Linked DNA regions of Mus musculus: all the other regions are linked to region 4. A link is a contact called in public Hi-C, HiChIP or PLAC-seq and promoter capture Hi-C data. All regions are on one chromosome and are shown on one strand. The core of a region is the stretch at or near the end of the contact, and the rest is flanking DNA. Distances in the headings are between cores, read along the strand shown.

Region 1 (3,536 bases), core at 910-3,409, 440 kb after region 4:
GACAGGGTTTTTTTGTATAGTCCCGGCTATGGAAACTAGCTCTGGGAACTAGACTGGCCTCGAACTCACAGAGATCTGCCTGCCTCTGCCTCCCCAGTTCTGGATTTAAAACCTTGTGCCACAACAGACAGGTAAAATAAATAAATCACGTTAAACCAAAACCAAAAACACCCCAGAGAACCAGAGTTTAGTTCTGACACCACAGGAACAAGCACACTTACTCTAATCCCAAGAGATCTGACTGCCCTCTTCTGGCATCCTGTGGCCAGTAGGCACACTTGTGATGCATAGATATAATTCAGGCAAGACACTGTACACGTTAAAAAACAAAAAACTCCATCACTCAGGAGGCAGAGGCAGGAAAATCTCTCAGTTTGAGGCCAGCCTGGTCTAGAGAGAAATTCTAGGGTAGCCAGGGTTACATAGAGAAACCCTGCCTGAAAAAACAAACAAATAATTTGAAGTGCATTAGTGGCACACACCTTTAATTTCAGAACTCAGAAGGTAGAGGCAGGCGGGTCTCTGTGAGTTCTAGGGAAGCCTGGCCTACGAGAGTTCCGGGCCAGCCAGAGGCCAGAAAGAGGGCATCGGATACCCTAGAACTAGAATTACTGAAGGTTGTGAACCACAGGAGTGATTTAGAGTGAGATGGCCCGCTAGACAGTCCCGGGTACACCTCAAAATACAGTTTGCTTCAGTCGTGGATTTGAGAGATGCCCTTCCCTCCGCCCCCAGTGTTGTGACCTTAGTTCTGTAACTAGGTCTTCCACTGATGGCAGGGGTTGCAATTCCACGGTAGTCTGTTTTGGTGGGCCCCTGAAGTGTGACAACAGGTTCTCTGATACTACCAGTATTCGAAGGACTTGGAAAATGATGAAAACGCCTCAAGAGAGGGGTAGATAATTTAAAATGGGATTTACAATTTAGGGTAACAGGCTTTAAGCAAAACTTCTGTCTTCAAACTATTGTTTCTCCCCAGCCGCCTGGCTGCCATGCTCTGGGCGCATCTTTCAGCTTTTCAGCCGATACAGCAACAGGCGCTTTTTTCCCTCTGCTGCATTCGTTTTGTTTGTTTTGTTTTTCTCTTTTTTTCTTCCTTTTTCTCTCTCTTTCTTCCCTCTGCTGCATTCGTTTTGTCTCTTTCTTTCCCTTCCTTCCTTCCTTCCTTCCTTCCTTCCTTCCTTCCTTCCTCCCTTCCTTCCTTCCTTCCTTCCTTCCTTCCTTCCTTTCTTGACAGGGTTTCTCTGTGTAGCCCTGCCTGTCCTGGAACTCACTTTGTAGACCAGGCTGGCCTTGAACTCAGAAATCCACCTGCCTCTGCCTCCCAAGTGCTGGGATTAAAGGCGTGCGCCACCACCGCGCGGCTTGTTTTGTTTTTCAAAAGCTAGTCAAGTGCAGAAGCAATAGAAAAAAAATACGAACAATTAATTGATATAACTTTCGGACTAGACACCCTGATGCCCTTTAACATTAAAAAATTACCTAATGCCTGCGGGGAAGGGGCTTACATGGAGAGCTGTGGAAGTCAAAGGACAATTTTTGGATGTCTCAAGTCCAGGGATCAGCTCATGTCATCAGGCTTGGCAGTAAGAGCCTCTATCACGGAGCCAGTCAGGTCTGCCTCCCCGGCAGCATATTAATAAGCCCTGGAGACAGAGAGCCACAGCCATATTGGCTAGACTTCGCGCGCAGCTCCTTGGGAGATGTAGTCCCGAGAGCCTCAGCCACTCTAGGGCAATAAAGAATCTTTGCGTGTTTAGAAAAGTGGCCAGGATGGTGCAGACCTACTTCAATTCCAGAGTGCTGCGGTGGGTGGGTGGGTGAGGCTGTGCTCGACCAATCAGAGGAGAGAGAGGGTGGACCTATTTTGTTTGTTTGTTTTCCCCGACCGGCCCCCTAGATTCCTACCCTTGAGCTAAGCCCATGCTCTGGTTTTGGGGGTGGGAAATAGATTAGCTCTATTTTCCCCAGGCTCTTGTAGCCTCTTGCTTGAGGGTGACTGATTGGTCAGCTCCACAAGGGGGCGGGCTCAGGAGTAGCTCCTCCTTCCCGCTGTGCTGCTAGGACCTCCGGGATTCCTAGAGAGGCTGCGGAAGCGCTCTTGGGGGTGGGATTTATGGCTGAAGCTCGTACTTGGTTACTTCCGGCGATGAACTGTTGGAAAGTGTCGGACTTGCCTCTCTCTTGGCTTGTGAGAACTCCATCTTCCAAGCCTGGGCTGCGGGGAGTTTGATCTTTGGGTCCCCGGGACTTAAAGACTGGAGAGGAGCTGGTAGGACATTGTGTCCACACTGGAGTCCTGTCCCTAACCTTGACCCGGCTGGTCTCTGTCTCCAGGTCAGGAGCTATTACAAAGAATCCAGGTCCAAATTTTTTAGTATAACCGTACTTCTCATAGAACTAATGAAGTCTTTCGTTTATCTATCAAGCTCTTATGGCTTGAAAGCCAGAATGAGATATGACCATTTTAATGGGTTTCATTCCTATACTGACTTCAGTTTGGCTTATGATCGAGAGAAGAAACGACTCCGTCTGGAATAATTTTGTCCCGTTATTTATATGAGATATGGACTTTCTCATTTTTAAAACTGTTTTAAGTTGGGCCTGATGTCACTTTTTAATGGCCTTTTTTTTTTTTACGTTATTAAAATCTGGACGTAGTCGCTATTAGCTGTTTTATGGGAGAAGTGATGACTAACTTCTCTATATCTTAAAGTGAATGACTTTGTTGAGTGGTTTTTCTTTAGTCTAGATGACGTCGTTGCCACCTCTCTTAGCTAATAATAATTCCAGACATTCCAGTAAGGTTGTTCACTACAAAAAGTGCCCTTTAGAAGAGCAGAGAACAAATCGGGTTAGTGTAACGGGCTAGAGTCTAGAGACTCTTCAGTTGGAATGATAATGACAGAATCCAGGGCAGTTATACACTTAGAGCCTCCCGCTGAGACTTCGCAAGAGCAAGCAGACCTTCTCATAGTGAAAGTAGAAGAAGAGGACTGCTCCTGGATGCAGGGATACAACCGGCCAGTGCTTGAGACTTTTTACCAGCGCTTCAAGCACTTCCAGTACCATGAGGCAGCAGGACCCCGCGATGCTCTCAGCCAGCTCCGGGTTCTCTGTTGTGAGTGGCTGAGGCCGGAGCTGCACACCAAAGAGCAGATCCTGGAGCTGCTGGTGCTGGAGCAGTTCCTCACCATCCTGCCTGAAGAGTTTCAGGCCTGGGTGAGAGAGCATCACCCCGAGAGTGGGGAAGAAGCCGTGGCTGTGATAGAGAGTATCCAGAGAGAGCTGGAGGAGCGCAGACAACAGGTGCGTTGCAAGAGGAAACGGGGACAGTGAGGAAGGAGCTGCCATGCAGTCTTAGCCCTGTGGTGCTTCAGTCGTTCATATTCTGGCTTTGCTGTTGTTTTTGAGACAGCCCCACTATGTATCCTTGGGTGTTCTGGATTTCACTATGTAGACCAGAGATCTCTATGTAGACTCGAACTCACAGAGATCCACCTGTGTCTGCCCCGCCCCTCCAAATGCTAGGATGA
Region 2 (3,803 bases), core at 299-2,798, 490 kb before region 4:
AATAGCATCTCTACAGACATCTTACTGATTTGCCACAGGTGTGGGGCTCACAGTCTAACTCAGCAGTTTAAGCAACTATGAATATCTCCTGTGTCTCAGTTGCTGAAGAGGCAGACTCAGGACCTAAAGTAACTTACCTGCTTCCTCAGCATGAAGACAGAACTTCCAGGTAACACAGGACCATAAATGAGTGCATGGTTAGTGTGTGTGTGTGTGTGTGTGTGTGTGTATGTATGTATGTGTGCACTCATGTACATCTCAAAACCAAAACCAAAACAAAACAAAAAGCCATTCAAAAGCCAAAAGGGAAGAGGCAAGCAACCAATATGAGTCTCTCATTTTCTAGATGTCCCTGGAAATGACAATCCCCATCTTCCTACTAGTCCTTCTAAAATCAACACGTGTACTGTGGTAAGAGGCCCAAGAGTGAAAGTGTTAGGCAAATGAATCAGACTTTGTTCCAGGAAGTCCATCTGTGGGAAGAGCCTGCAGGTGGAGAGGTGGGTGGGCGAGCAGGTAGGAATCTGTGCTAGGAGGGCTCCTGTCATCGTCTAACAGGCTCGCACAGTTGACGGCTGGCAGCACAAAGAGACAGATGGGCAGAGCTGAGACACTGCACATTCTGGAGGTTGAAGCTGAGGGGCCATTCCTGCCCCCATAGCCTGGCTCTGCTCCTGTAGTGAGCCTCTCAGTGAACCGTCTGTGCAGGGCAGTGCTCTGGTCTGACAAGGAAGCAGGGCTCCCTCTCTGAAGCTGCTTTGCATGGTAACAGCTCTAGTTACTCTTTTGCAAGCACACACACTTCTGACCCTGACACACTGGGGAATGGGGGACTAAGGACCACCTGCTAGCACTGGCTAGAGGAAGGACTAGCATACATCCCTAACGGCAACAAGGGAAATCCCGCCCGCAGCAGCTTTCAAAGAGCTGAAGATGCTTCTGGTACAAAAAGAAGCAGGATTGGTCTGTGCTGCTCCACAGCGTACTACTGGGACCCAAGTAAATCTAAGAAAGACACTGTCGGTAACTAGAGCTTCCTGAAGATAGCCCAGGTTAGCTCCTGATATAGTGGGGCATTGCCATAGGAAGAAAATAAGGTTGCTTGCATCCTCTGCAGCTGTGATCCTGCCATTCTGCCGCAGCAGGAGGCCCTCAGCATGGAAGCACACATGCAGATACTCAGCAGTGCTGACCTGGTAAATTCACTGTGGTCATCTACGGATGCATCTACACCAGGGCAGACACAAAAGCCAGCACCGAAGACAGCAGTTCTTTTTCTTTATAACCGTTTAGACCTTTACGTATCTGATTCAGGAAGCTGCATATTCAAGTTACAAAACTTACAGAATGTGTGACACATGCACAGAAAAGGGCGGGGTTCTCTCCCCGAGGAAGAGTTGGCTTATGGTCTAGCTCTTGCAGAACTTCTATTCTGGAACACTGTCTTAAATCACATGCTTATGAACAACAGTGAATGTTTGACCTCAATCATGCTGGCTTGGGATGCTTACAAAGTCTCAAGAGAATTAAAAGGAAAAAAAAAGAGGAAGGGAAATTGATCATGCTGTGTAAGTGTCGCTGGGCTCTACTCTAACAGCTGCGTCTGTAAGAAGGCGGGAACCAAGCCAGCCGTTGTTAAGGTGATCATGAGTGAGCACTGTAAACAAGAGTGAAAAATAACAAAACCCAACGTCATGATGGGTGTGAATGGAGAGGGGTATCTGTGGCCTCGGGTAGAGGTGGCTATATATAGATCCATGTTCATCTAGAACCACCCAGAGACTGGGGCTAGTCAAGGCAGTGACACCCAGGATACACAGGCGTCTACAAAAGTTGATTTTTTTAGATTGTGTCTTTGTTTTTGAGACATAGTTCAGGCTGGCCTCAAACTCACTATATAGCTTAGGATGGCTTTGAACTTCTGACCTTCGTGGCCTCACTTCCTGGGGCTCACTGGTGTGCACCACTAGCCCTAATTTATGAGGTGTGCTAGAGATCAGACCCAGTGCATGCCGGGCAAGCTGAGTTACAACTGCAGCCTCAAAGGTGTCGTTTTTTAAAAAGGATTTTAAAGTGGCTATTTGGTCATCCGTTCCACCTGTACTGCGGCAAGGGCCCACTGCTCACCTGTGCTACTCTGTAAGGAAAGGTGTTTAAGGACCTTCCGTACAAGATAAAGCCACCGGCACACTTAGTGCAATGTGTCGCACACTCACCTGCATGTGATAGTAGTGTATGTGACTGGCAAAGCTGCAGTGCTTGTCCACCAGAAAGCAGAAGCGCCTTTTTTCCTCAAGCAGGGCTTCTTTGCAGCCATCGGCAATGAACTTCTGGATCTCACTCTGGCGAGACGTCACCGTCTCCACATACTATGGAAATAAACAATAGAAAGATGACAGGAGGCACCTGATTGCTGCATGGCATGACACTTCTCAACTGCCACCTTTATACCTGTTTAGTTTATTATGGAGTGAACACTAAATGCAGATAAACACTGCACAGAATACGTGTAAGCTGGCCTGAGAGAATACCGCCATCATTAAGTCACTGACTCATGCAGGGAACGTCACCACAGAGCAGCTGTCCTAATACAACTCTGTACTCTAGGGATGACTAGGGTCATCTTAGAAAGTTCCAAGCTTGATCACAGTTCCAGGTGCCAATCATAGGACTTAGCCTGAGCCTCATTTTCCCATGGTAAAGTGCGGACAGTGAGGCCTCGTGTGGTGAGGCACACCTTCAACAACAGCACTTGAGGGGCAGAAGCAGACAGGTCTCTGCCAGTCCTGGACTAATCTGGTTTACACAGAGATCCTGTCTCAAACAAACAAGCCAAGCAAGCAAGAAAATAAAAAGGAGGGACAGTCATGCTGATCACAAAGGTCGCTGAGGTTCTTTTCCCCGAGTTAAGGGGAGATGCCAGGAAGTACCTTGTGCCATTACCTTAACTCTGAGAAATGCTGCATCACTAAGATTTCCAGCACGTTGTTTTTCTTTTCTTTGAGACAGGGGCTCACTATGTAGCACAGGCTAGCCTAGAACTTAAGACCCTTTCAACTCAGCCTTGAGAGAGCTGGGGTTCCTGGCATGTGCTGCCACACACGGCCTGGGATGCTTTGTTTCATTCGGCAGTAGCAGAGGACAGGCCGCAGGTACAGCTGGCCGCGGTGAGCCTCCCCTTAAGCTGTACATTCATGACTGACGGAGGAGGACATTGCTGAAACGCTCACCTCAATTTCTTTGTGCTCGTATTTGAGTGCGTTTCGTCCACCTTGACTTTTTCTTCTGATCTTCTTCAGCTCCGCCTGAGATTTCTCCAAAGAATCTAATTTATTCCTGTGCTCTGCTTGATATCTTTTAAGAGTAGCCTGTAAGTTAAACAATGTCGCACTGAGTGCATGTGGCTGACTGACCTCAATGCCTCACATTCAGCCCCACCTGGGACTTGAGAGTGATGGCCATCTGTTTCCATATCTACGCCCCAGAGGACCCTCACCATTCAACTTGAATTCTTAGAACAATGTCATTTCTTTTGAATTTCCTTGTTTCTCAAAGGTTTTTACACACTGGGTATTCAGTGCTTTGGTGAATACACAATAATACTAAAGGGCTGGGGATGTAGCTCAGTGGTAGAATGTTTGCCTAGTGTATGTCAGGCCTGGGGCCCATCCCCAGCAACACACGCACACACACACACACACACACACGCACGCACGCACGCACACAGACACACACACAGACACACACACACACACGCGCACGCACACGCACACACACACACACACACACGCACACACACACAC
Region 3 (3,584 bases), core at 219-2,718, 360 kb before region 4:
CAGCCTCCATTACATAACTTATGTAAAAGCTACGTGTGCTTCTTATGCGCTGTGGCAAGCTAGCCCGCCATATCCCGATTTTTATGTCTCGAGGAGGATGGGATTTTATGTATTTCATGCTGGCTTTGAACTCATGTGTTCAATGGTGGCCTTGTGCGCCTGGTTCTTCTGAATGCTGGGATTACAGGTGTGCACCAGCCACCACACTTGGTTTTATGCATTGCTGGAGATAGAATCCAGGGCTTTATGTGTGATGAAAAACATTCTTCCAGCTCAGCTACATGCCAAGCCCTGACTTTTCCTCTCCTTATAAGGAATTATGCTGGAATTTCTACCACACGCTCCTGGGCGCGACAACGGACACGTGTATCTTGGACTCAATTCTCATCTTGGCCCTCTTGAGTCATTGGATTTTCTTGTTGTAGGTCTGCTCTCTCTGAGAAGTGATCCTCTGAAAACTCCACAGTACCGAATGTGCCGTGAGACCAGCCCGTCACAATGGGTGGGGAACCATCTGGCGGTTCTGGAATCAACAGCACACACTTCCGCTAACACCAGGTTGCTTTAGTTCCTTTTCTGTTGCTGTCATAAAATGGACCAAAATCAACTTGAGGAGGGAAGAGTTTATTTGGTTTATACTTCTAGGTATAGAAGTATAGTCAGGGAAGTCTGGCAGAAACTTGAGGGAGAAACCATGGAAGGATGCTGCTTGCTGGTTAGCTAGGTATCTTATATAGTCAGGACCACCTGCCTAGGGAATGATGCCACCCACTGTGTGCCCAAGGGAATGATGCCACCCACTGTGTGCCCTAGGGAATGATGCCACCCACTGTGTGCCCTAGGGAATGATGCCACCCACTGTGTGCCCTAGGAAATGATGTCACCCACTGTGTGCCCTAGGGAATGATGCCACCCACAGTGTGCCCTAGGGAATGATGTCACACGCAGTGGGCCCTCCTACAACAACTAAGACTTAAGACAGTCCCCTAAAGACAAGCCACAGGCCAATTTGACCTAGGCAATTTCTCCATTGAGGTTTTTCTGTCAGACTTTAGGTTGTGTCAGGTTGACAGTGAAAGCTAACTAGGTCACCAGGATTTGTGACTTTCCCTAAATGCTTTGGATGGTTTCTGGTAGAGCTGAGGCCGAGACAGGATGAGAAGTTACTTGGCTACTCTGGGATGAAGGCTGCAGGGATCTCCCTGCCAAGCCAGGGTGAGGAAGCCATTCTTGTTTCTCAAAGGATCTTCAGCTTGCTTGGTGACAGAACGGAGCCCTGGAGTTCTGCATTCTTAATGTTCCTACTATTACTGAGATGGGCTTATCTCCTCCCCAAAGTGCCCAGGAAGTCACCCTGGTGCACACTGCACTTTATGCTTTGCTTCAAGGACAAAGCTGGAATGAAGCCCTGGCACAGCCCAGGGCCTCGTCAGACTCCCTCCGGCCCCACCCTCCCTGGGCACTTTGCACATTCAAAAGCTGTTTTTAAAAGTAGCAGCGCATTTCATTCTCTTTAATGCACTTCCAGGCAGCACAGATGTGCATCAATGAACGAATGTTCCCTGAACCAAAGTGCTTCTCTGGGCCTCCTGATCCTCTCCCCTGGCACCCACTCCCAGGCCAGGAGCAGCCTATGAATCATGCATTAGTTCCCGTGATTGCTGCTCATAGAGATGGTTGGTGGCATTTGCAAAGGGAGGGAGAGGAATTGTATAGTACCGGGAGTTGAAAGGTCTGGATCTTGTTAAGTGAGAAGTGTCAGAGGTCAGGAGACAGGAGCTTAGGTGGGCAGGATGGCTCAGGGGATTAAGGTGTAAACTTGACAGCCTGAGTTCGGTCTCCAGAAATGGATGCCCTGGTGTGCATATATAATCCCATGAGGGGATGTTGAGGCAGGGAATCAGCCTGCATGGCAGGAACAACAAAAAGGGACCCCGCCTTAACCAGGTTGAAGGAGAAAAAAAACCAACTTCTGGAAGTCTGGGGCTGGAGAGATGCCTCAGTAGGTAAGAGCACATACTGTCTTCACAGGACACAGGTTGGGTTCCCAGCATCCACTTCAGGTGGCTCACAACCATCTGAAACTCCAGGTCTAGGGAGCCTGATATCCTCTTATGGTCTTCCAAGGTACCTGCACGCCTATCCACGGACCTGCACAACTACACACAATTGCATATTAAACATAAATCCCTGAGAATAAGGAAAAGTCATCCCCTGACTTTCATATGTGCGACGACTTCCTCTCTCTCTCTCTCTCTCTCTCTCTCTCTCTCTCTCTCTCTCTCTCTCTCACACACACACACACACACACACACACACACACACACACACACAGAGGTGAAGTTTACAGCATCCAGAGAAGTAGCACCAGTTCCCATGGCAACAGGGCCCTGGCCTTCCTGTACATGTCCACAGATACACCAGGTTTTATACTAAATGGAAAAGAGGGTGGTCCCATACTGAGCCTGATTTACACAGGAGAGAGCCAGGAAGGGAAGCAATGGACACAAAATATACAACAAGATGAAAGAGAAACACTCCAAGAGAGGGCAATCACACTCAGCCAAATTAAAAAGGGTGTCAGTGTGGCCATATGGAAGCTTTCTTATCACATCAGCATCATTGCACACGGCCCATTAAAATACATATAAAGGCGAAAATCCAGCAGTGTGGCCGTCTGTCTCTGAGATGTGTCAGCCAGACCGACAGATGACTGAGGAAAGACATTTGATATTTCTGTCATTTGCAAAAATACAGTATTTTGATCTTGAGGGGGAGGTACAGATATTCAGGATTCAACTTTTAATGTGATTTTCAAAGTTTTGAGGGTTCTCTCTCTTTTTTTTCTTTTTCAAGTTAAAAATGTCCCTGGGAAGACATGAGTTATTAAAAGATGAAAGTGTCTTTCTTTAGTGAAAGGACGGGAAGACATGACAATATCAATGAAGCAGGCATCCTCAGTAGCAGTGGTCTGTTTGGGAAGAGCCTGGTGACATGAAGGGTCCTCAGGTCCCACAGATACATGTCACCCCCCCCCCCCCCCTGACACCAGACTCTGGCTTCAAACTCAGTCCTCAAGCTGAGGATTAAGGGTGTGCATCTCCACACCTGGCTTTATGGGGGGTTGGGGATTGAACCCGGGGCCTCATGCATGTTAGGTGAACGTTCTAATAACTGAGCTACATTTCCAGTATCTTCTTTCTCTCTTCTTAAAAATTGCACACTTATGTATGTATGTATGTATGTATGTATGTATGTATGTATGTATGTGTGTGAGAGGGGGGGGCTCATGCCCATGAATTCATAGGCTACAGAATGTGCAAATCAGAGGACAACTTGTGGGAGTCAGTTCCCTTCCCCCATCACATGAGTCCCAGGAATTGAACTCAGGTGGTCACAAGAACCCTTACCCATTGTGTTTGTGGTATGAATTGAGAGTGGCTCAGTGGTTAAGAGCACTGACTTCTCTTCAGAGGTCCTGAGTTCAATTCCCAGCATCCACATGGTGGCTCACAAACATCTGTAATGAGATTGGATGCCCTCTTCTGGTGTGTCTGAAGACAGAGACAGTGTATTCATATATG
Region 4 (3,728 bases), core at 159-2,658:
TGCCTTTAAGCCAACTGGATGTCAGTCTATCTGCCCCTATCCCAGGCTGGTCTCGAACTCAGAAATCCGCCTGCCTCCCCCCCCCCGGCCCCCCCCCCCCCCCCCCCCCCCAGTGCTGTGATTAAAGTCTTGCAGGAACTACTTCACTCTCAGGCGGCTGATCAGCAATAGAGCGCTGGCCTAGTGGATGTGAAGCCCTAAGTTCAACACCCAGCATTGCTGGAAGAGGAAAAATAAAATCTCAGGGAAGGAAGTCCAGCCCTGAAGGCCACACATACACACACACACACACACACACACACACACACACACAGCTGGCCTAGTGGATGTGAAGCCCTAAGTTCAACACCCAGCATTGCTGGAAGAGGAAAAATAAAATCTCAGGGAAGGAAGTCCAGCCCTGAAGGCCACACATACACACACACACACACACACACACACACACACACACACACACACACACACACAGTGAACCAACTGGAGAGGTATTTCGGGTGTCAATCACCCTTCAGTCTGGTTCCTGCGAGGAAAAGGGACACGGGGTTGGGTGTGGAGGCGATGACGAATCTTGAAGCTGCAGCAGCCCAGAGCCCCACCGGCCTAGGTGCTCAGCAGATAGGTCACCCAGGCGATGATTTAAAAGGACAGCACGCCCACCCAAGGCGGCAGACCGCCCCTCCCTGCCCCGCTGCCCGCCCAGGCCGCACCCACTTGGGGGCGGTGCGCCCGAGCTTAGTTCTGGTGGGCGGACGCCGCGGCTTTAAGCCGGGGCGGGACTGAGCGAGGAGCAGCAGCGGCGTCGGCGGCGAGAGTTCTTGGGGACTCGGGCCCGGATGCTGGGGGCTAGTCGGCAGGTCCCGGTAAGCGCAAGGGAGGGCGGGTGAACGGTCCCGGGAGATGCACGCGCGTGCGTGTCTCAGGCGTGGGAGAGAGTCGGTGCAGCACGACGGCTCCACGGAGAAGTGGAGAAGGCTGTCCCTGCTTGACCGAGGTCCTTCCGGCCCCCCAGGAGCCCTCCTAAACTAGATCAGCCACACTGCAGCATTTAGTCCTCCGCGGCGCCGGGCTGCGCTGGAGCGGATGGAGGGACGCGCAGCGCTAGCGGCCGCGGAGGTTGGCCCTCGGCGCTTGCCGTAGCTCAGCGGCCTGCTGGGGGGCAGTCGCTGAGAGTCCCGGGAAGGATCGGCGACAAAAGGAGGGAACCCGAAGGCCGTTTGCGACGCGAAGGGATTGAGTGAGGAGTCGAGGGGGCTGCGGCACCCCACCAAAGCCATCCTGGCATCTGCGGGCCTCCACGCAGGCTCCTGGCTCTCTGGGCCAGACGCTGAGAGTGAAGGTAGCGGCGGCTACGGCGCCCCCTGGCGGCCCGGAGGCGCGTTGTCCAGCCAGCCGGGCGTCGTGGGCGGGGCGGACCCGATGGAGGACGGCGGGCTGTGGGGCCGTTTGCCTTTTCCTTACCTGGGTGGGGACTCCGTGGGCTCGAGGGCATCCAGGCCTGAATCCATATCCTCTCGAAAAGCTCAGAACCTCCTTCCAGAATCCACAGGCGGATAGGGTAGCCCCCTGCTTTCAGGTTCTTGGCCCAGGGAGAAGCTAGGCCTGGTCCCTGGGAGGATCGGGTGGGAGCTCGGAAGTGGCACTTTTACTGAGTGGCTTATAAAAAGGAGATTAAGTGTCGCAAAAGTTTGCGCAGATGATTGGGCTATAGCTCAGAGGGTAGAGTGTCCCCCTAGCACACCAAACCCTGGGTTCGATTCCCCAGAACCTCCTAGCCCTGGGGTGATGGTACACAGGCCTGTCAGGGGTCGGGGCTGGAAGCTCAACAATCAAGGCCAACCGTACATCTACATCAGCCTGCTCCTCCTACCCGAGCTACACAACACCGCCTCCACAGCAGAAAAGCTAGATAAAAAGTTTGGCCAGGATTAGGGCTTCTGTTTTGTTCTTAAGAATGCCTTGACCCTGAGTCTAGTTAATAGTCGGTGAGTATGAGGGACCTCCAGTGTTTGAAGGAGGAACTCTGATAGGAAAAGCAAGAGTTTGCCAAGTCACGGTAGCAAGGCTGATAGTATCCTTAGCTTTTCTCTTCTCTCCCTAGGAACAGGGTCTCTGGTATTATGTAGGCCTGGCTGGTCTAGAACTCACAGAGATCCACAGAGTCCTGGGGTTAAAGGCGTGCACTGGCACACTCAGCTTTTTATTTTTTAAGCATTTGCTTGTTTGTGTATGTGTGTTCGGCATGCATGTGGAGCTAAGAGGTCAGCCTGTGGGACTCAGTTCTCCCCCTCCACCCTGTGGTCACATATCAAGATAGGTCTCCAGGTTTGGCTCCAAGCGCTTTACCTTATGAGCCAGGAGTCAACGTTCCTGTTTTCCAAGTCACTGTGGTGCTTTTAAAGTATGCTTTGGGGCCGGTGAGTTGGTTCAGTGGGTAAAGGTTGCTTGCTGCCAAGCCCGATGACCCGAGTTCAATCCCTGAGACCCACACGGTGGATGGAAGGAACAGACGTCCCACAAGTGGTCCCCTGACTTCCTCATGTGCTGTGTGGCACACACCTTCTTCCACCCCAGTTAAGAAAATGTAATGATAAAAAGCATGCTTTGTGTTTTGTGCCTCGACTGTAGATAAGATCCACAGTCTTTGAGGTAATGCTTAGGAGAATAGTTTATTATTTATACAATACTGGGGGATAAAACCCAGGACAAGGCTCTACCATGATGTAGTGTGTATATTTTCCCAAGGTCTCAGGTAACCCTGACTAGCCTAAAATTCACTATGTACAACAGGCTGGCCTCTTGTCCCCTGCGTGCTGGGATTAAAACCATTTGCCCCCATGCTTAGCTGGTTTTATATTTTCTTAAACTGGTTGGGGTGGGATGGGGGGAGTATTGAAGAAGAGTAGTATTTCATGATGAATTCAGATTATGCAAAAGGTGTCCTTAAGCCCTCCTTTTTGTTTTGTTTTTTTGTTTTTTGAACACCGCTGTTGTCATTCATTTATGTGTTAGTGACTCCTTCCTGAGTGCTGGGGAACTGGGTAGACATTGCACAACTACAAAGATTCAAACATTTCCTGTGTGGCTCCCCCCACCTCCTCCATGACACTTTGGAGATAGTGTCTTATGTGTCCCAGGCCCCCATCTGTACTTCTCCCGTGCTGGAGAGGTTGTGGGATTACTCCGCTTTATGCAGGGCTGGGAATCAAGGTCAAGGCTTCATAAACATGCTAGGCAAACCCTCTCTCCACTGAGCTATAGCCCCAGCTCTCCCTCCATTCTGCACAGCTCGTTGTACAAAACGTTTGCGATCTCCTGGTTTGTTGAAAGAAGGCTATGTAACGGGAAAGAAAAGCTTCCATGTTGAAGAGAATGATGTTGAAACAGTGCATTTGGACACACTGTCCACAACAAAAACAACCCACAGAAAACAGTGATTTCCGCAAATCCTTTAGAGCTTGGGCAGTGGAACAGCTCAGCAGGTTTCGGTTCCAATCACCAGCCCTGATGACCTGAGTTCGAGTCCCTGGACCTCTGTGTGATTCCTCTGACCTCAATACATCTATTAAGGCACAGGAACCTCCCCCCCCCCCCAAACACAATGAAAATATGAATGTAATTTTAGAAAGTACTGAGGTAAAATATTTCACAGGTTACAAGCTCCCCATGTCCCTGCCAGCTGCTGACGGGATGTCTCTCTTCACAGGCTGGATAAACTCATGGACTTGGCA
Region 5 (3,664 bases), core at 355-2,854, 350 kb after region 4:
CAGGCGTATGGAGTCAGATCACTCAAGGCCTCCTGGGGCCATTGCTGGGCTTTTATGGAGCTGAGCGAGCACGGACAGATTGCCAGCCAGGGATGCCCTTGACCCACAGGGCTACAGATACAAACCTACAGGAACAGCAAAGCAGGGGGCGCAGGATCATGGCTCCTCTGTGTCTGTGGCAGGAGGATGACTCGTGGAAACCTGAGCTAAATCTTACTGAGCTGGGTGGGTCTGGTGGCACGGGGAACTGAGGCAGGAGAATCACAAGCTCAAGGCCTACGTAACTTCAAGTCCAGCCCCAGAAACTTAAGGAGACTTAAGTGAAGGCTGGGGATGTAGCTCCGTGACTGAGCGTCTGCTGTGTGTGCAGGGCCCTGAGTTTGAATCCCAACACCATTATATATGTATATGTGTGTGTGTGTGTGTGTATACACACACACACATATACATAATCACTGAACATGGGCAGGGTGTTCACTGCAGCAACTGCTCCAAACTTAGAGTATTTTATTACACCAGGCATGATGATGCACTGCTTTAATACCAGAACTCAGAACTTGGAGACACAGACAGAGGCGGATCTCTGAGTTCAAGGGCAGTCTGGCCTACAGAGCTAATTCCAGGGCAATCAGGGCTACACAGAGAAACCCTGGCTCAAAAAAAAAAAAAAAGTATTAATTTATTTACTTACCCTGCGTGTGTGTGTGTGTGTGTGTGTGTGTGTGTGTGTATGTTTACACACTCTAGTTCACTATGGCTGGCATGTGTGTGGAAGTCAGTGCTGGGAGTTCAATTCAGGTCCTTAGGCTGGGCAGCAAGCACCTTTGCCATCTGAGCCATCTTACTGGCCCATTTCTTTGGTTTTTTTGAGGCAGGGTTTCATGTAACCCAGGCTGGCCTTCATCCAGCTCTACAGCCAAGGGTGAACTCGAATCTCATCTCTCTTCCTCCATCTCCCCAGTGCTGGGATGACAGGTGTGGGTTATCACAGGCACCTCTAAGCCAGAATTAGTGATACAGGAGATTGCTGGGAGTCTAGAGAGGAGCTCTCAGAAGGTGGGAGGCACAGCAAAAGGAACTTGAGACGCACCTAACCTGGAAGACCCTTGACCCTGGAGCATCATCACCTGACTGCAAAGCTACTCAGCAACTTGGAGGGAAGTGTGTGGACTTCCGAAGCGAGAAGTCACCTGGAGTGGCAGTGCTCTTCTTCCTGGACGCCAGCGACTCTGCCATCTTTGGGACACAGAGTCTGGGGAACCACGGCTGGGGTGCACCTAGAGTGCGAGGGGCGGGGCAGGAGTCATTAAGTTGCGGGGTGCCTGCGTGTGGCCTCAAAACCTTTGAATTCTTGGTTGCCCGATCTCGGGCTTCCGCCCTCTAAGCGCCCCCCCCCTTCTTCCAGCCTCAGTTTCCCCATTCAGAAAGTAGTTAGGGGCAACAGCGTGCGATCTCCGAACGAATTCTGGGCTGAGCTGGACTTAACTGAGGTCCGGGCGGCTTAGTACCCCGAGGGGTGGGCGGGCCCTGAGATCTGGCCACAGCCGCCCGGGTCCCGCCCCCGGTCCCTGCGGGGCTGTGCCCGAAGGCCCCGCCCCCCGCCCACGAGGAAGTGGCTGCGGCGCTGCGCGGGTCTCAGAGCCGGTTCGGCGCGTCGACTGTCCAGAGTCCGCGGCCGAGGAGACCCGAGGTGAGGGGCGCGGGGTGGTCGCGAGGTGTGTGTGGTGTCTGAGGCCACCTAGAAGTCAGGGGACTCGAGGCGATGTTCGACGGTGAGGGGGATGGGGATGAGAGAGGAGTGGAGAGCCGTGTGCATGGGGGCCTGGTGGGGCTCCCGGCGAGGGTGGGGCTGGCAAGGAGCTAGTGGGGGGCGGCGTTCTGGGGATGCGGGGCGCGGTGGGAAGAATCGCAGAGATTCCCCGCGCACTCGACGCCATCGAGACGGCACAGCCCCAGCCTCGCGCCCCCTCTCCGCTTTCCTGGCCCCGCTTTCGATCCCCGAGACCCGTGTCGCCCCGTTACTTTGGGCGCAGGGCCCCACGCTCAGTCACTTCCCCCTCGGTCCGCAGCCTTCCGGGTTGTTGCGACCGGGAAATGAGCTAGCACCCCTGCCCCGCCTCATCCCCCAGTGACCATACCCGGCAGGGGTCCAGGTTCCTGGTTCCACCCAGCTTGGGCGAGCGGACCCTGGCGGCTCGAGGGGCACCCAGCCAGGCCACCCCGGACAGGGCAGGTCCCGGTGGGGCCCGCAAATAGGCTGGAATCCTGAACTGGGAGCCAGCCCAGGTGCTGGCCATGAAGCTTGTTCCCGCGAGGCAGCTCCAGCCTGGGGCGGTGTGGCTGCTGACGCAGTCGAGCCACCTCGCCTCTCTAGAGCTCAACTTGCCTTGCCTGGAAAATGGGGACCTTCCAGATTTGGAGGCTTAGCTGCCAAATGTGGCTAGTACACTTGGCAGAGTGCCTGCTTGTCTGCTGCTGCAGACCTTATTTCTGCACTCCTTTGAACCTGGCCTTATGAGGTGGGAGGGTGGGGTGGGGTCCGAAGCTGCAGCCCTGCGGGGCGACTTGGAGGGAACAACTTCTTCACGTGGACAATAAAAAAGGAATAGATTTACCACGTGGGCTTCTACTGTAAGAGAATGTGCGGGGCTGGGAGATGGAGCATTGAATAAAAGCACTGACAGGGGTGGAGTTGGGGAGGGGGAATCCTGAGGGTCTGAGTTCGAATACCCCGACACCCATGGGCACTCAAAGACACACAATGAAGCGTGCAAGGCAAAGGTCTGTGTGAATGAAAATTTATTTATTTATTTTGGTTTTTCGAGACAGGGTTTCTCTGTATAGCTCTGGCTGTCCTGGAACTCACTCTGTAGACCAGGCTGGCCTCGAACTCAGAAATCCTCCTGCCTCTGCCTCCCGAGTGCTGGGATTAAAGGTGTACGCTGGTGATTCTTTTTCACTCTGGGTTGTTTTGTTCTTTTAGGCAGGGTCTCCTCCTTTCCCCTGGACTCGGGTTCTCTCTCTCTCTCTCTCTCTCTCTCTCTCTCTCTCTCTTTCCCCCTCCCTCCCTCCTCCTTCCCTCCCCCCAGGCTAGCCTTGAACTCATAGAGCTCTGTCTCCTCAGTGCTGAGATTAAAGGTGAGCACACTTCGGGATCTTTCAAATAACAAATAACCCCAACTAGAATTAAAGTATTTTGTTCTGTCTTGGTCCCAGGGCCTTGGAACTTACTAGGCAAGTGCTCTACCAGTGATCCAGCCTCCTCAGTGGTATGTGGGTTTTTCCAATCTGTCACCCACTGATATAAAAAGGGTTTTCTGTAGTAAGGCAACCCTAAGAAAGAGGGCTTTAAAAGTTTGCTTTTTCAAGTTACTAAGGTCATCAGTGTTGTTCTCTTTTTAAAGATGTATTTTTATGGGTTGGGTGCGCGCGCGCCCACACACTTGAGCCCTGGGGTGGTGGAAAATGCTGTCCCCTGGAGCTAGAGTATTTATTTGGTGGTTGAGGGCTACTGGAGTTCTCTGCAAAGAGCCTTCTCTCCAGCCCCACATTCTGTCTGCTCTCATACAAGCTGTTGGAATTAGAAGTTAGCACGCGGCCCTTCAAAGGCATGGAACAGATGAGGGTCTCCCCACAGCCCTGCTAGCACCGAGTCTTCTGTGTT
Region 6 (3,511 bases), core at 339-2,838, 450 kb before region 4:
ATGGTGAGATGGCTCAGCAGTAAGAGTGCATCTTGTTCTTGCAGAGGACCTGAGTTTGGTTCCCAGCACCCATGCTGAGAGGCTCACAGCCTCTGTAACTTAAGCTCCAGGGCAGCCAATGTCTCTAGCTTCAGTGAGCTCCCTTACCCACACGCGCGCGCACACACATACACAATGTAAAATAACTAAATTGAAAACTAAAAACCGTTTCTCCTTCAAACCAGCCCTGAAGCAGCATTTCAACAAGACCCAGCCGAAGCCACTGTGAATTTGGAGGAAAAGATCTCCACCCTTCCCTAAACTCAGACGCAGAAACCAGTCTTCCTGGAGCCCCGGAGAGTACAGGAGCTTGGATTAAAATGGCTTCTGGTCCCTTCTCCTTGCCCACAGAGCAGTCAGAAGCTGCCCGGGCCGTTTTGTCCCAGTTTGTTTTTAAGTGTCTCCCTGTACGGGACATGGAACCCACGGCTAGGTAAGTGCTTTACCAATGAATCACTCCCTTAGGCTTTTTATTTTATTTTTCATTTTGAGGCAGAGTCTAACTAAGTTCTTCTAGGCTAGCCTTGATTTTGTAATTCTGCTTTTAGCCTCCCAAGTAGCTGGAATTACAAACCTATGCCACCAGGCCAAGCTGAGAAGTAGGTTATTTATTTAGTGCGTGTATGTGTCTCCATATGCTCATGAATGCATGTGTCAGAGAGAAGACAACCTTGGGTGCCATCCTCAGTAGCACCGTCCACCTCCACCTCCTTTGAGACCGGGCCTCCCATTGGCCTGGAGCTCGATGACGAGGTTAGACTGGCTGAGCCATGAGTCCCAGTGACCTGCCTGTCTCTGGCTCCTCAGCTTGTGCCACCACGTCTGACATCTGTGTATGGGAACTGGAGAGCAGACTCAGGTCCTCACACTTGAGATAGCCACTTTTCTCACTAAGCCATCTTCCCAGGCCCTGTTTTTCTTAATTAAGATAAAAAATTACATGTCTGCGTATGTCTGTGCATGAACATGACCAGTACATGCAGGTGCCCTGAGAGGCCAGAAGAGGACATTAGATCCCCTGGAGCTGGAGCTATATGCAGTTGTCTGATGGTGCTGGGAATGAAGCCCAGGTTGGTCCCCTGCACAACCAGCAAGTGCTCCTAACTGCGGAGCCAGGTCTCCAGACCCTATTTGCATTTTTTTCACATGCTTAGGAAGCACCCTACCACTGAGCTACATCCCCATACCTCATAGGTGGACCTTTAAGGGGAAGTAGAGAAAAAGATCAGAGGATTTATCATGTATAGGTGTAGCCAAATTATTATAGGCCAAATTCCTGTTCCTGTAATTTTACTGATTTCAGCATTTACTATAGAGTTTTAAAAAATATAAATTAAGGCTTTTACTGTATCGGCATGTAAACTGAAGCCATGCAATATTCTGCTATCCTGGTGTTTTATAAGACTGGAGAATTTACAGGACGGCAGACTGCATTTATATAGGCTTTTCAGGTCAGTACTTAGCTAATCTACCCAGCATTGTTAGGACAAGGGAAGGGAAGGTTATCAGCTCCGGTTGCTAAAGGGAGTGGAGCGGAGACATTTCAGGCTGTCCCCAAGGTCAGCATGAGTCAGACACAGTGTACACATCTCCTGCTGAGGTACTTCACTTCCTCCGCTCTAAATCATGGAGCTGTAGCTGGAACTGAAGGAAAAGCAACTCCACCTAAAAACAAGTGTGCTGCCAGCAAAATGTCGACTCAGTAGATGGTGTTGCAATGAAAGGTTTAAGCTGTAAAGTAAGATAAACTGAAGCGCACACTGGTGGGGGAGTTGCCTTCAGGATCACGCAACAGTTAACATTTCTGGTTTACACCTAAGGTAAATTGAGACTTTTGAAAAGTGACTGTTGACTTATATTTAAAACCATGTAACCTCAGTCTCCCAAAATAGCTTTGCTTTTATAATCAAGCTTAATTAACTTTAAAACTATGTAAGTTATCCAGAACTAATAAAATATGAAATAGTATTTTGATAACTTTGCCCTGCTTTGTGAGAGTTTCTGCTCCTTACTGTTTAAGGAAACTTATGAATTCTATTTAGTGATTGTTTAATCACCTCCTCAATCTAGAGTCCTCTACATATATAGCTCTACTGGATAATTTTTTGCTTGTTTCTGAGACAGTGTCTCATATGTAGTCCGGCTGTCCTGGAACACACTATGTAGACCAGGCTGGCTTGGAACTCACATAGATCCACCTGCCTCGGGCACTCATGTGGTTGGAATAAAGGCATGTATTATGCCCTACTGATAACATTTTTTATTGAAACACTTTCAGTGGATTCCTACTCTGCCAAAGCCTGCATGGGTCTCCCACAAGTCCATATTCCATATTATAATTGTTTTAATGAACTGCACCCCTTCAGATTTCAAGTCTGTGTGGTTCCTGCTTTGGTCAGTGCAGTACCAGCCAGCATGACTTGCATTGGAACCTAGTAAATGCTAGGCCATTAAATGCTGCTATAGTAAGGACCTTGATGGAGAAAGGTCACCTGAGGACAGAGTGTGTCAAGCAGAGTGAGCCCTGAGTCTGCAGAGAGCTACCTTGTCTTACAGGGGAAATTGAAGGTGGTGTCTTAAGCCATCAAATCTGTGGGACGCTGCAGTATTTTGTGCAATGGTAGGTGCCTGTTGCCACAGTGCAACACCTAGCTAAGCTGGCATTCTCCAGTCCCACGGTCAAAGCTTCTCCCTATGTTAGTGTGGTGTGCCCAGGGCTCATCTTTTCTGCTCGAAGCAGTGTCTGTCCTTATCTGTTAGCTTGAGCTCTTGCAAGGTCTCTTACTGCTCCAGTCCACACCAATCACTATTGCCCAGATCCCTGTGAGAATGATCTATATTTCTTTGTTAGTCATTCAAACAGTGCACGGTCTTGCCTAGGCCCTGTTTCTGGGTGGTTATCAATGTATTCTAATAGCATTCAGGGTTTTTTTGGTTTTTGTTTTTGTTTTTGAGACAGGGTTTCTCTGTGTAGCCCTGGCTGTCCTGGAACTCACTCTGTAGACCAGGCTGGCCTTGAACTCAGAAATCTGCCTGCCTCTGCCTCTAGAGTGCTGGGATTAAAGGTGTACACCACCACTGCCCGGCAGCACTCAGTTCTAATGGGAGTGCAGGAGTAGCTGCTTATCAGTCTTCTCAGTGGAAACCTTTTCAAGACACCTAGCAACCTGGGTCCTGAGTTTATTTACTTTTGTTGGGGATTAAAATTAGGGCCTCATTAACACTAGACTAGTACTTGTGCAGCCTGTACGATCCTGCAGGCACACCCCAGCTAGCTGATTGCTTGCCTGAAGTCTCACCCCCCACCCCCTTTTTCCCATCTCCATTTCTTACCACCTTTCCACTCTTGCTTTCACTGTCCCCGAGACAAGTTCTTGCTAAGTTACACAAGCTAGCACAGAACTTGTGACTCCCAAACTGCTGGGATTATAGATTTATGCCACCAGGCCTGGCTTCAAATTCAGTTTCAATG
Region 7 (3,540 bases), core at 984-3,483, 510 kb after region 4:
TTGAAGGATCAGTAACATCACCCCAGAAGACCCGTGCTCTGCTCTTCCTCCATCTGTGTGAGTATTCCTAAGCATACCTCCCCGTCCTTGATGGTCTTTGCTGCCTTTGGTTCATGAAGTTTGGCTAATCCTCCACTCCTTTGTATTGGCCGTGATTCTGCCTGAACGAAACTGGAATACGATCCTATCAAAATTCCTTGAACTGCTGCCTACTCAAGGATTTTCTTTTTATCTTTTCTCCTTTTAAATTTTTTCAGTTTCTTAAAATAATAATAATATTATATTATAATATTATAATATATATGATATTATAATATATAATAATATATAATAATAATAATATTATAATAATAATAACCACTATGTTGAACTATTCTTCAAAATCCAAACCTGGAGGTCAATGGGAGAGAATGTATTACAATATTCAAATGACTGAATTTTTAAAAAAAGAACATAATCACAATAGGTATTTGAATTAATGATATTAAAGAGTTATGCGCTAAAATGGGCATGGTGGTACATCCCTTTAACCCCTCAGGGCTAACTCAGGAGGCAGAGGCAGGCAGGTCTCTGAGTTCGAGGCCAGCCTGGTCTACAGAGTGAACCAGAACATCCAGGGCTACACAGAGAAATCTTGTTTCAAAACAAACAAACAAACAAACAAACAAACAAACAAATGCAGAGCAAAAACCCAAACCAAAGCAAAATGAAAAATTTACTTCATTTTGGGTCTTACTATGTAGCTTTGGCTGTTCCAGAACTCTGTAGAGCAGGCTGGCCTGGAACTCATAGGGATCTGCCTGCCTCTGCCTCCTTGGTGCTAATAGTAATGATATGCACTACCATATTTGGCCTGAGCACCAGTCTCTAGTTCCAACACCGTTTCCTGTCTTTCCCTGAAAGAGGAAATCATGTCTAAGCCTAACTAAAATGTCAGCTGCTCTAAAACAACCCTCCTATCACAAGATGTTTCTTTGTTTTCCCAGAGAAGCCAGTATACATGTGTTTTGTAGGAATTCTGCAATAGTTAGTACACTAAAATGAGAAAGTTAAAAGCATACAGTCATTAGGCAGGCATGGTACTGACAGTATTTTAATCCCAGCATTTGGGAAGCAGAGGCAGATCTCTCTGAGTTCAAGGCCAACCTGACCTATACAGCAAGTTTCTGAACAGCCAGAACTACATAGAGAGACCTTGTCTCAAACAAAACAAGCAAGCAAGCAAGCAAGCAAGCAAACATACCAAGAAACAAGCAGAAACAGCTTTGGGGAGACCGTTTATTTTGGCTCACAATTCCAGATTACAGTCCTCATTGTAGGGGTGTCAAGGCAGCAGAAACTTGAAGAAGCTGGTCACATCGTATCCACAGTCAAAAGCAGGGAGAAATGAATTAGTATCTGTATGCTTACTGTTTATCTCCCTTCTTATACAGTCCAAGACCCAAACCCACCCATAGTAGACTGGCTCTTCCTGCATCATGCCCACAGGCCACCCTGTCCCGGAGGGATTGTCTAACACTTTATTAAGACTCTTCCAGTCGGGCGTGGTGGCACACACCTTTAATTCCAGCACTCGGGAGGCAGAGGCAGGCGCATTTCTGAGTTCGAGGCCAGCCTGGTCTACAGAGTGAGTTCCAGGACAGCCAGGGCTACACAGAGAAACCATGTCTCGACCCCCCCCCCCCCAAAAAAAAAAGACTCTTCCTAGATGATCCTAGATTGTCAAGGTACAGTTAAAACTATTACCTTTCTTAAAAGAACATATTGTCCAATTGCCTTCTAAATATTTATGTTTGGGGACAGTGCGATGGCTCATTGGGTCAAAGTGCATGCCCCCAAGCCCGATGTGTGAGTTCTATTCCTGGGACCTATGTGGTGGAAGGAGAGAACCCACTCCACAGGTTGTCCTCTGACACACACTAAATAAACCTAGACAAATGTTAAAATATTTATGTTTCTACACATAGACTAATCCATCTCTCAGACTAGGGCAGAAAAACTACTTTTTGTAGAGACTCATTAAAATATATATATATGGAATAAATAAATAAATAAATATATATTTATTTATTTATTCCATATATATATGGAAGTGCAATAGAGCCAGGAGATGGGAACCTGGAGTGGCCATGACCGACCATAGAGACATACCTCCTTCTCGGACCTCCGAGCTTCCTAGAGAGGAACCGGACGTCAGCCCTTTCCATAGGGCACCTGCTTGACAGCATCCGCCACCCACTTCCGGTCCGCGCAGGCCTGGGCAGGTGCTAAGCGCGCAGTCAAGGCCCCGGGCAGGCCGGGTCGGGGCGGGGCTGGACGGAGCAAGCTGCTGCTCGGCGGGGCAGCAGCGGGCCAGGGGTCGTAGGCTCCACGCACAGCGGTGATCTCAGGTAAGATCCATGCGGGTCGCGGTCGGGCCAGGCTGGGGGCCTAAGGTGTCCAGGACCCGCAGGAAGACCTTGACCCTGGGACTCCGAAAAGGGACGCTAAGCGTTTTTAGACGCAGATGCAAGACAGGGATGGGAAGAATAGCCACGCGGCGCCTTCTGTCTGCCAGAGGCCTGGAAGATCCACGGGGGCCGCTTGCCCCAGGGCACTGGCGGACCGAGCTAGACAGTAGCAGGGACGTTCGAGAAAGCTGGATGAAGCAGAACGATGAGTGTTAGAGGTGGAAAGATGAGGAATCAGTTTCACAGGCGGACAGAGAAATACCATATGTAACATAAGGACGTGGCCTGCCGCACCCTAGTTGCGCTAATGAGCACAGCGCCTTACTGCTTTGGGCTTGGGGCCTGTTTTGTCAGCCCGCCTGCCCCGGAAGTAAACAAGACTGATTCTGGTTTTTTTTTTTTTTTTTACGGTCTGCATCGCAGCCTCTTTTTCCTAGGGTGTTATGTTTGCTACTCACCTGTCATTCTTTCCTCCCTTTCTCTTTCCTCCTTCCATCCTCTTCTGCTCTCCCTCTTTTCCAGTTTCATCGTACCCAGGTTGGCTTGGATCTCGCCATCCTCCTGCCTTGGCCTCTCAGGCCACTAACGACAGGCCTGTTACATCTTTCTTTTTTTCTAGACAGGTTTTCACTATGTATCTCTGACTGCCCTGGAACTCACAATGTAGAGCAGGTTGGCTTCAAACCCATAGAGATCGGCCTGCCTCTTATTCCCAATGTTGAAATTAAAGGTGTGCACCAGTACACTCAACTTTTTCTTTCGTCCTTTTTTTTTTGATATATGTATATGTGTGTGTGTGTGTACGTACATGTGTATAATATATGTGTGTGTGTGTGTGTGTGTGTATGTGTACGTATATGTATATAGCTGAGTATAGTGGCCCACAACTTTTTTTTTTAAATTTGTTTATTTACTATATATAAGTACACTGTAGCTGTCTTTAGACACGCCAGAAGAGGGTATCAGATCTAATTACAGATGGTTGTGAGCCACCATGTGGCTGCTGGGATTTGAACTCAGGACCTCTGGAAGAGCAGTCAGTGCTCTTACCTGCTGAGCCATCTCTTCAGCCCATATTTTTATTTTTATG

Evidence for each region. Promoter capture Hi-C pulls out the DNA fragments that hold promoters and counts their contacts. Hi-C and Micro-C count contacts between places; a contact is called where the count stands out from the background. HiChIP or PLAC-seq counts read pairs in DNA pulled down with a chosen protein or histone mark. Capture Hi-C pulls out chosen DNA fragments and counts their contacts.
Region 1: a contact with region 4 is called in a promoter capture Hi-C map of liver. The contact joins the promoter of Zkscan5 here to the promoter of Trrap in region 4. A contact is called at or near these places in 7 of 39 promoter capture datasets (the C10 cell line, cranial neural crest, frontonasal cranial neural crest and 4 more), 1 of 484 Hi-C or Micro-C datasets (erythroblasts), 3 of 115 datasets of contacts at active chromatin or transcription factors (the SCID.adh cell line, bone marrow-derived macrophages and memory CD8 T cells) and 2 of 9 other capture datasets (adipose tissue and liver).
Region 2: a contact with region 4 is called in an H3K4me3 HiChIP or PLAC-seq map of bone marrow-derived macrophages, with 4 times the contacts expected there. The contact joins the enhancer-like site here to the promoter of Trrap in region 4. A contact is called at or near these places in 15 of 39 promoter capture datasets (the C10 cell line, the HPC-7 cell line, HPC-7-derived erythroid cells and 9 more), 3 of 484 Hi-C or Micro-C datasets (the G1E-ER4 cell line, the N1E-115 cell line and nephron progenitors), 17 of 115 datasets of contacts at active chromatin or transcription factors (the 230-238 cell line, bone marrow-derived macrophages, cardiomyocytes and 9 more) and 3 of 9 other capture datasets (adipose tissue, liver and macrophages).
Region 3: an H3K4me3 HiChIP or PLAC-seq map of stem cell-derived neural progenitor cells shows a contact between it and region 4, with 25 read pairs. The contact joins the enhancer-like site here to the promoter of Trrap in region 4. A contact is called at or near these places in 5 of 39 promoter capture datasets (cranial neural crest, embryonic stem cells, liver and 2 more) and 12 of 115 datasets of contacts at active chromatin or transcription factors (embryonic basal ganglia, embryonic forebrain, embryonic limb bud and 5 more).
Region 5: a contact with region 4 is called in a promoter capture Hi-C map of the HPC-7 cell line. The contact joins the promoter of Arpc1b here to the promoter of Trrap in region 4. A contact is called at or near these places in 13 of 39 promoter capture datasets (the 3T3-L1 cell line, the C10 cell line, the HPC-7 cell line and 9 more), 6 of 484 Hi-C or Micro-C datasets (CD4 T cells, CD8 T cells, LSK cells and 3 more), 6 of 115 datasets of contacts at active chromatin or transcription factors (bone marrow-derived macrophages, effector CD8 T cells, embryonic stem cells and 3 more) and 3 of 9 other capture datasets (adipose tissue, liver and pancreatic islet).
Region 6: a FOXA1 HiChIP or PLAC-seq map of pancreatic cancer cells shows a contact between it and region 4. The contact joins the enhancer-like site here to the promoter of Trrap in region 4. A contact is called at or near these places in 10 of 39 promoter capture datasets (the 3T3-L1 cell line, 3T3-L1-derived adipocytes, the HPC-7 cell line and 7 more) and 12 of 115 datasets of contacts at active chromatin or transcription factors (bone marrow-derived macrophages, embryonic basal ganglia, embryonic forebrain and 6 more).
Region 7: a contact with region 4 is called in a Hi-C map of CD8 T cells, with 2.7 times the contacts expected there. The contact joins the promoter of Zscan25 here to the promoter of Trrap in region 4. A contact is called at or near these places in 2 of 484 Hi-C or Micro-C datasets (both in CD8 T cells), 1 of 115 datasets of contacts at active chromatin or transcription factors (memory CD8 T cells) and 2 of 9 other capture datasets (adipose tissue and liver).

What each region holds. Positions count from the first base shown.
Region 1 is chr5:145,202,400-145,205,935 of GRCm38.p6, forward strand. Zkscan5 (zinc finger with KRAB and SCAN domains 5) reads left to right here and starts at 2,160. Exons shown (of 6, transcript NM_016683.2): 1 at 2,160-3,309. The coding sequence starts at 2,896. It also overlaps a transcript of Zkscan14 not described here.
Region 2 is chr5:144,282,228-144,286,030 of GRCm38.p6, forward strand. It overlaps Baiap2l1 (BAI1-associated protein 2-like 1), which reads right to left. Exons shown (of 14, transcript NM_025833.3): 6 at 3,231-3,368; 7 at 2,217-2,369. Among named protein-coding and RNA genes, the nearest start is that of Gm15708, 7.1 kb to the left of the region's middle. Within about 2 kb of position 1,549, at least 93 of the 459 cell types and tissues checked have an H3K27ac peak or open chromatin away from gene starts, as enhancers often do. A contact at or near this core is called in adipose tissue and bone marrow-derived macrophages, where this site is marked.
Region 3 is chr5:144,410,398-144,413,981 of GRCm38.p6, forward strand. No RefSeq gene overlaps it. Among named protein-coding and RNA genes, the nearest start is that of Gm33552, 15 kb to the right of the region's middle. Within about 2 kb of position 1,469, at least 16 of the 459 cell types and tissues checked have an H3K27ac peak or open chromatin away from gene starts, as enhancers often do. A contact at or near this core is called in neural stem cells and stem cell-derived neural progenitor cells, where this site is marked.
Region 4 is chr5:144,767,386-144,771,113 of GRCm38.p6, forward strand. Trrap (transformation/transcription domain-associated protein) reads left to right here and starts at 1,409. Exons shown (of 71, transcript NM_001081362.2): 1 at 1,409-1,462; 2 at 3,704-3,728.
Region 5 is chr5:145,112,652-145,116,315 of GRCm38.p6, forward strand. Arpc1b (actin related protein 2/3 complex, subunit 1B) reads left to right here and starts at 1,605. Exons shown (of 10, transcript NM_023142.2): 1 at 1,605-1,690.
Region 6 is chr5:144,320,248-144,323,758 of GRCm38.p6, forward strand. All of the region lies in intron 2 of Baiap2l1 (BAI1-associated protein 2-like 1), which reads right to left. Among named protein-coding and RNA genes, the nearest start is that of Dmrt1i, 36 kb to the right of the region's middle. Within about 2 kb of position 1,589, at least 66 of the 459 cell types and tissues checked have an H3K27ac peak or open chromatin away from gene starts, as enhancers often do. A contact at or near this core is called in embryonic stem cells, pancreatic cancer cells and trophoblast stem cells, where this site is marked.
Region 7 is chr5:145,278,238-145,281,777 of GRCm38.p6, forward strand. Zscan25 (zinc finger and SCAN domain containing 25) reads left to right here and starts at 2,234. Exons shown (of 6, transcript NM_001081431.2): 1 at 2,234-2,390. It overlaps Gm38740 (a long non-coding RNA gene), which reads right to left and starts at 2,812. Exons shown (of 2, transcript XR_868692.2): 1 at 2,152-2,812; 2 at 1,269-1,349.